Regions from separate parts of the Zea mays genome. Here region 2 is linked to region 1. Evidence: chromatin contacts called from public Hi-C data. All regions are on one chromosome and are shown on one strand. Each heading gives the region's core, a stretch centred on a gene start, on an enhancer-like site or on the middle of the called end of the contact. The rest is flanking DNA. Distances are from core to core; before and after follow the strand shown.

Region 1 (3,229 bases), core at 453-2,952:
TTCCCTCCAGACTCCACAGACTAATAATCCCATGCCAAAGGAACAAGTCAATCATAAAATAATTACCGTTCGCAATACTTGCCTCCAGATTCAGAGAATCACACTGTTTGGACTAAGATTGTAGACCATAGGTTATGACTGGGAGTGTTTGGTTCCAGAGACTAAAGTTTGTCACACTAAATGTTTGAATGTCCATTAAATATATTAAATATAATCTAATTATAAAATTAATTAAACAATTGAAGACTAAACGATAAGATAAATTTATTAAGCCTAATTAATCTATAATTAACAAATGTTTACTGTAGCATCACACGAGCGAATCATGGACTAATTAGGTGTAATAGGTTCGTCTTACCGTTTAGTCATCTCCTGTATAATTAGACTATATTTAACATTTCTAACTAGCATTCAAACATCAGATGTGATAGGGACTAAAATTGAGTCAGAAGAACCAAACAGGGCCTAACAGACTAAATGTTTTTCCTCTTCCGGAAAGGGGTGTTGTGGGCTATACAGGCTGCTGAAATGGGGATTATGTGGAAGGTTGGAAATGGGGAAAATTCGTTTTGGGGGAGGATCAAAGGCTTTGTTGTTGTGGTTTGGTAACTCCAGTTTGGCCATTCAGTTTTGGCCATTATATATATTATAAATGAACAGCATGGTAAGTCCATTGACGAGGTTTGGGATGGGGAGGTTCTGAAACTCTCCTTGAGGAGGAATGTGTCTGAAAGAGTCATGCAGCTCTGGTGTGAATTGCTGGAGATAATGAAAGGGGTGAAGTAAATCTGAGGAGGAAGGTCAAATGATTTGGAGCTTTAGCTCTAATGGTAGATACTCAGTGCGATCTTTGCATGCGGTGATCAGCAATAGAGGAGTTATAGCGGTGTGTGTCCATGCAGTTTGGAAAATTACTGGGATTCAGATTGTTGTTAACTAAGAACAAGTTACTTATACTAGGTATAATTTGGCTAAGAGAAGAGAAGCCTTGGACCAGTCCTGTCTTTTCTGTAGTGAGAGGGAGTCTATTTGCCATCTGTTTTCTGATCCTTGTGTGGCCAATGTTTAGATGCTCCTCGTCACACGAATGAAGACTCGATGGTGACCCAAAGTAATCAAAATGTGTTCGGGTAGTGGTGCTGTTGGCTTTTAAGGCCTTTTTCTGTTTGATTCGCTGGAACTTAACTGTCATGAACTCTTTATGATCAATAAAATAAAGCGATGGAAACCTTTCCTGTGAAACAAAAGAAAAAAGAAGAGAAAAAACAAGCACAGGAAGCAATGGAAACGGAAGTGGAGAGAGGGCTTACAGTGATGACGACGCCACCACCGGGCTTCTGGCCCAAGGCTAAGCCAAGCGGCTTCTCGACCTCCACCTCGATGTTCTTGGCGGCGGTCCTCGCGTTCACCTGCAGCAGCCTCCGCCGGCCGCCGCCTCTCCGGTGGCCGGCCGCCCACCTCCTGTCCACCACCAGCGACACCCCATGGAAGGCAGTCTTCTGCTGCACCATACGTCCATACGAACATCAGCGATCACAGGAAACAAACCACAGAAATAAAAGCAGCATCCCTACTCACAGTTGATGCCGAGATGATGGAAGGAGGCGCCTGCTGCTGAGCTCTGGTAACGGGGATGTGCTTGGGGAGGGAAGGGGCAGCCACGGAGGAGAGTGTGGCAGCCATGGTGAGGGGCTGTGACTGCGAGGATGGCAGAGGGTGGAGGAAGGGGACGGCTGCTGGCTGCCATTTGGATAGATGGAGATGCTGTGCTGCCCGTGGGCCGTGGCTAAGGCAAGAGTGGTGCTCATGGCCCCTGGTCGTGTGAAGACTGTGCGGCTGACAAGGACTTGTCGGGCAACCACCGCCCATTTCTTTTCTTCTTTTTCTGTTGGCACGAGCTGACATTGTAGTTAAGTCACCAAAATGATATTGTAACATATTGGATATAATGAAGTTTGGGACCTGATAATAACATCCAAAGTACAGACGATGTGTCTATTGCACGATACATAGCAGTTCTTAATCATAACAGAACATCCAGGCTGATCCATGAATCACATTCACATGTCATCCAATCTAACACACCCCTATACAAAGATGTCCTTTGACGCCAATGAATCGTCATCACACAGATTCAAGGGTTAATGTTCTCCACGAGTGCAGAGTTCCACTGCGTCATCTGTAAGAAAACATCCAAGAGATCCATTCAAACTGAGACGAGTAACAGAAAAAAAAAACAGATGGTACAATTTCGAGGGGTCAAACCTTATTGAGGACATCTCTTGCAGCAGTTAAATCCTCCTCTTTCTTCAGGAGTTCAATTCGAGCTTTCTTGGCATTGTTACTTTCTTCAACCTACGTTGTCGTGAACAGGTAACAGCTTACTAACAGTATCTAATATCTTTACCCAGACGGATTTATTTAGCATAAATATACTGGTTTTTATCAATGAAAATTGATATGCAGGGTTAGCTTCCCTATGCAAATAATTTAAGTCTAACGGCAGTCATCTTGCCATTTGACTCGTAGCGAATGAACCAAATAGGTTTTTTTTTTAATTTCTTTTAAAAATACAAAGTTACAGAACCATGCCGATATGCATATCTGCATAAGGAAAAATATCTCCTAGCTTCAACAAATTGCCATAAAGGCCCAAACCTCAAGGTGATACTAATCAATATGCTTGCAACTCAAGTGTGTGATGGCTTAAAATTCATCCTATGTTCATGTGTTAAAAATGAACACCTCGCCGTATCCACTAACGGGCTGATTGGTTGCCGGCTTCGCTCCCGCCCGGATTACGCCAGCCTGGGCCAGTAGATACGCGCCCGTCTCACGTCTCCACGCATGCAAGTAAATGGATGAAAAAACACCTAGGCTGCATGCATGTATACAGGTTGGACTCATGCCATACAGGTAACCATTCATACCTAAATACGGTCAACGCACAAACTGAACCTGAGCGCGCCTGACAAGGTAACCAATCAGCCGTTAAGTGATCTTTCTCATCAATGGTGAACTCTGATAATAAACCAAGGGCTCATTTGGATAAAACCAATCCCTCCATACCAATAAATCTGGATTGGAGTGGAAAATAAACTAATTTTCCCCCCTTAATCCCTCCCAATATATATTGATTGAAGGGGGTTATTCTATTCCCATTACTAGATTAATCGGCATGTGTTTAACTTAACCCCCACATGTCAAACCCTATCTTTTTGTAACTATT
Region 2 (3,579 bases), core at 752-3,251, 690 kb after region 1:
GGACGCTACCGCGAGATATCAATACTGTATGCACTACGGATATTATGGCGCTCGGAGATTACCCTGGCGTTGCAGGCAGTAGTTCCTTCCTTCCATTTGTCCCTAGGCCCACATGTCGGGGCTCAGTATCCTTGTATGTGCCCCTCCTTGAACTATAAAAGGGAGGGCACACTACGTTACAAGAAAAGCTCACAAGCTCACACGATCACTTAGACTCTCAGACTCACAAGTTCATACAAGCTCTCAAGCTCAATACAACAGATAGTGGAGTACGGTATTACGCTCCGGTGGCCTGAACCACTCTAAACCCTTGCGTGTTCTTGTGTTCATCGTCCATCTAGCAACAGGCAAAACGCTTAGGCCCCCTCCTCATCTTAGGATTTAGGACGGTGCATTCCACCACCCGGCCGAAGATTTCCTTTCCGACACTAGCATTGGTTTTTAGGACTATTGAAGATGTTCTTAGTTTGGGAGAGTAATTAATAAAAAAATTGGCATTTGATCGAACAACAATGTTTACCTACAAGCCACACTAGATGCGGCATCTCCAACAAGTGACTTAAATAGTGCCTAAAAATTAAAATACTATATTGTTTAAAACGTTTAGACACTAAAAATAAATTATGCTCCAATAATTAAGTTCTAAATCATGTATTTTAGAAAGTAAATTATATTATTAGAAAAGAAAATGGTGAGAGCGATGTAGAAAATAAGGATATGACACGAGTGTCAGAGCATCTCCAAAAGGAAATGCAAAAGTATTCGCCAAAAACTGATTATGAGGGTATATTAAATCTTTTTTATGGTGTAAACAAAGTGTACCTCCATCAATTCACGCAAAACGAATGCTCAAACAAAACTGGGCCACTTGCAGGTGCTGTTGCTGGCCCAGCTGATCTCTACCGTTGGCCCGTGCATGCTTGCTGATAGACATATTTATTTGTGCTACTCGTTGTATCACTCTTGCTGTCGCCGCACGCCGCTAGGAATCGACTGCATCAAGGTATGAAACTGTTCCTACGTCTTGATAATTGTTATTAATTGCATCTTTGCTTGACCGTTAATCGGAATTTTGTGAATAAAACAGATTATGCGACGTCATCCAGTAAGCAGAAGTTAGGAACTGAGACTACACGTCATGATTTATTAAGTAAAGATGAAAGCAAACAATTGAACTAATCGATTCTCAGAGCACAAATTTGATTATCAATACAAAATAATTGAAGGTTGAGATAAACAACCACTACCGTTCATCGCGTGCTCCATGGATGTAGACAAGTCGTCAATGCGGGAAAACAAGGGAGCTGCAATTGGATCTGATTCAACGTCGACACAGGACACATCCTCCCATTTCAGAACGGAGTTCTCCTTCACCTCGCATTTGCATTCCATCCTCCAGGTCTAGGTTGAGGCTGATCATTGCGGTGTGGTTGAGGCTGTAGATTCAAAGCAGCCGTCTGTCTCGACTGGGTTTCAAAGCTCTAGCCATCGACTCTGCCGCCGCCTCCTACACTTGTGATGCCTCTCGCGCCGCCACTCTCCATTCCTTCCTCGGCACCTGAATGAAAAATACCGCGGGAAAGGACTAGTGAAGCGCGCGCAAGGATGGATTGGGGAAAGACCTTGCTCACTGATATTTGTGGGAGGGCGGACCACGGATGCGGGACGCAGGTAATTTAGGGGAAGGAAGGGAGGTCTGTTGGACTGAGAAATTTCGTTATTCCACCCCTAAACGCATTTATGGATTGGTTTTAGTATTCTTTTGGAGATGCTCTAAGTGTAGTATATTTGGGTCATTTTGTGGTGTGCCGTATATTTTTGATAAAAAATATAAAATAAGATGTACTATTAGAGATACTATATGGATATTAAATACCAAAAAAATCTTATCAACAAATTAAAAAAACACACGGGGAAATCTTTTCTAGCCAATACCGATACCGAGAGAATCCCTTCAAACACGCCTCTCGCATGTACTCCACGAAAGCTCAAATCAAATACGCACACAAAACAAACCCAGGAGCCAGGTGGGTCACGAGGCCCACATGTCGGTCCCAGTGGGGATGCCCCGCGATACGTTTCCCCGATGGCGCGTAGCTATTTTTGCAAACCGAAGCCGGATTTGGGCGAATTGATAGCGCGTCTCCGCTGTCCCTTTCTCCCCGTCGTCTACGTCCCTTCCGGCCGCGTCCTTCCCCTCCCAAGATCAACCCCCCCGCGCGCTTGTCTCCTTCCCCCGGCCATCTCCGGCACCGGATTTTTCGTCGCCGCCTTGTCCTGGCCCCTTCCGCGAAGACCCATTCCCACACACCCTTTATGCCAACTTGCCGCCCCCGCGGATTCGCGCGCACCGCGGTCGGTGTCTAGGCTTGATTGGCCCTGGCCCAGGAGCACGGCGAAAGGCGGCGTCTTGGTGTGAAGCGGCCGCGCTGGATTGGTTGCCGCCGGTGGTGCTGATCGTTGGGCGTGTTTGAGAGCGCGCCGAAGGCTCTGCCTTGTGGGGAGCGGTCGACAGGCAGGGTCAAAGGAGGCGGTCTTTCCTCTTGTCCCGATCGCATTGTTGATCTGACACGGTTTCTTGGGAAATTCAGGTTAGGGATAGGCGGGGGGAGTGGGGTCGTCGTGAAGGAGGCAGCAGCGGTTCGCGTGGATCGAGGAAGGGATTTTATTGCGTTGGGATTTGGTAGGTGGTGGCGCTGCTCTTGCCGTTCTTGGCATGAGCGTTGGAGATGGGGACGGACTACTACAATGTGCTCAAGGTGAACCGGAACGCCACGGAGGAGGACCTCAAGAAGTCGTACCGCCGGCTGGCCATGAGGTGGCACCCCGACAAGAACCCTGGCGACGTCAAGAAGGAAGCCGAGGCCAAATTCAAGAAGATCTCCGAGGCCTACGAGGTATGGAAATTGCAGGGAAAAAATTGCAGTTACATTGGTTGCAGCTGCAGCACCTTCTTGCTTAGCTTTGCTTTCGCGGCGCAGGCCTGATTAGTGATTACGCTTTGGAATATCTGGTAAAAGTTACTACTGTCTTTCCTCTGAATCGCAAGCACAGTTTGGATAAATTTCCATGTACTTGTTACCAGAGAAAATCCATTTTCACCAGTAGATATTAGCACTAGTTGTTTCGTTAGCGATTTGCGAGCTGGAATTCTGCAAATATCATGGAGATTCGTGTCGACTATGCGTTATGTCGGTTTTCAATATGTAGCTCTTGTATTCTGTCATCCTGATCGAGTGGTCGATCCTGCCTGTAAAATCATAATGTGCGTCATTTCTATGGCTGCTCATTTCTGCATTTTCTGCTCCTTCAGATTACGACAAAATGCTCGCTGGCTCCTTTCAGGTTCTGAGTGATCCGCAGAAGAGGGCGGCGTACGATCAGTACGGCGAGGAAGGCCTGAAGGCCTCCGCAGACGGCGGTGGTGGTGGTGGTGGTTCCACGTCCACGAACGGGGCCGCCAACCAACGCTTCAACCCTCGCAACGCCGAAGACGTGTTCGCCGAGTTCTTTGGCAGCAACAAGCCGTTCGAGAACATGGGGCGAGCCAAGTCAATGAGGTTCCAGACAGAAGGCGCT

The links. A called contact is a pair of places that touch in the nucleus more often than the background predicts.
Region 2: a Hi-C map of endosperm shows a contact between it and region 1, with 2.4 times the contacts expected there. The contact joins the promoter of LOC103641254 here to the promoter of LOC100501788 in region 1. A contact is called at or near these places in 3 of 25 Hi-C or Micro-C datasets (ear, endosperm and tassel).

Annotation. Positions count from the first base shown.
Region 1 is chr10:77,644,053-77,647,281 of Zm-B73-REFERENCE-NAM-5.0, forward strand. LOC100501788 reads right to left here and starts at 1,703. Exons shown (of 6, transcript NM_001196446.1): 1 at 1,579-1,703; 2 at 1,311-1,502; 3 at 1-20. The coding sequence starts at 1,683. LOC100276012 reads right to left here. Exons shown (of 8, transcript NM_001149906.2): 7 at 2,266-2,355; 8 at 1,929-2,179. The coding sequence ends at 2,135.
Region 2 is chr10:78,338,522-78,342,100 of Zm-B73-REFERENCE-NAM-5.0, forward strand. LOC103641254 (dnaJ homolog subfamily B member 4) reads left to right here and starts at 2,002. Exons shown (of 3, transcript XM_008664618.4): 1 at 2,002-2,897; 2 at 3,346-3,579. The coding sequence starts at 2,730.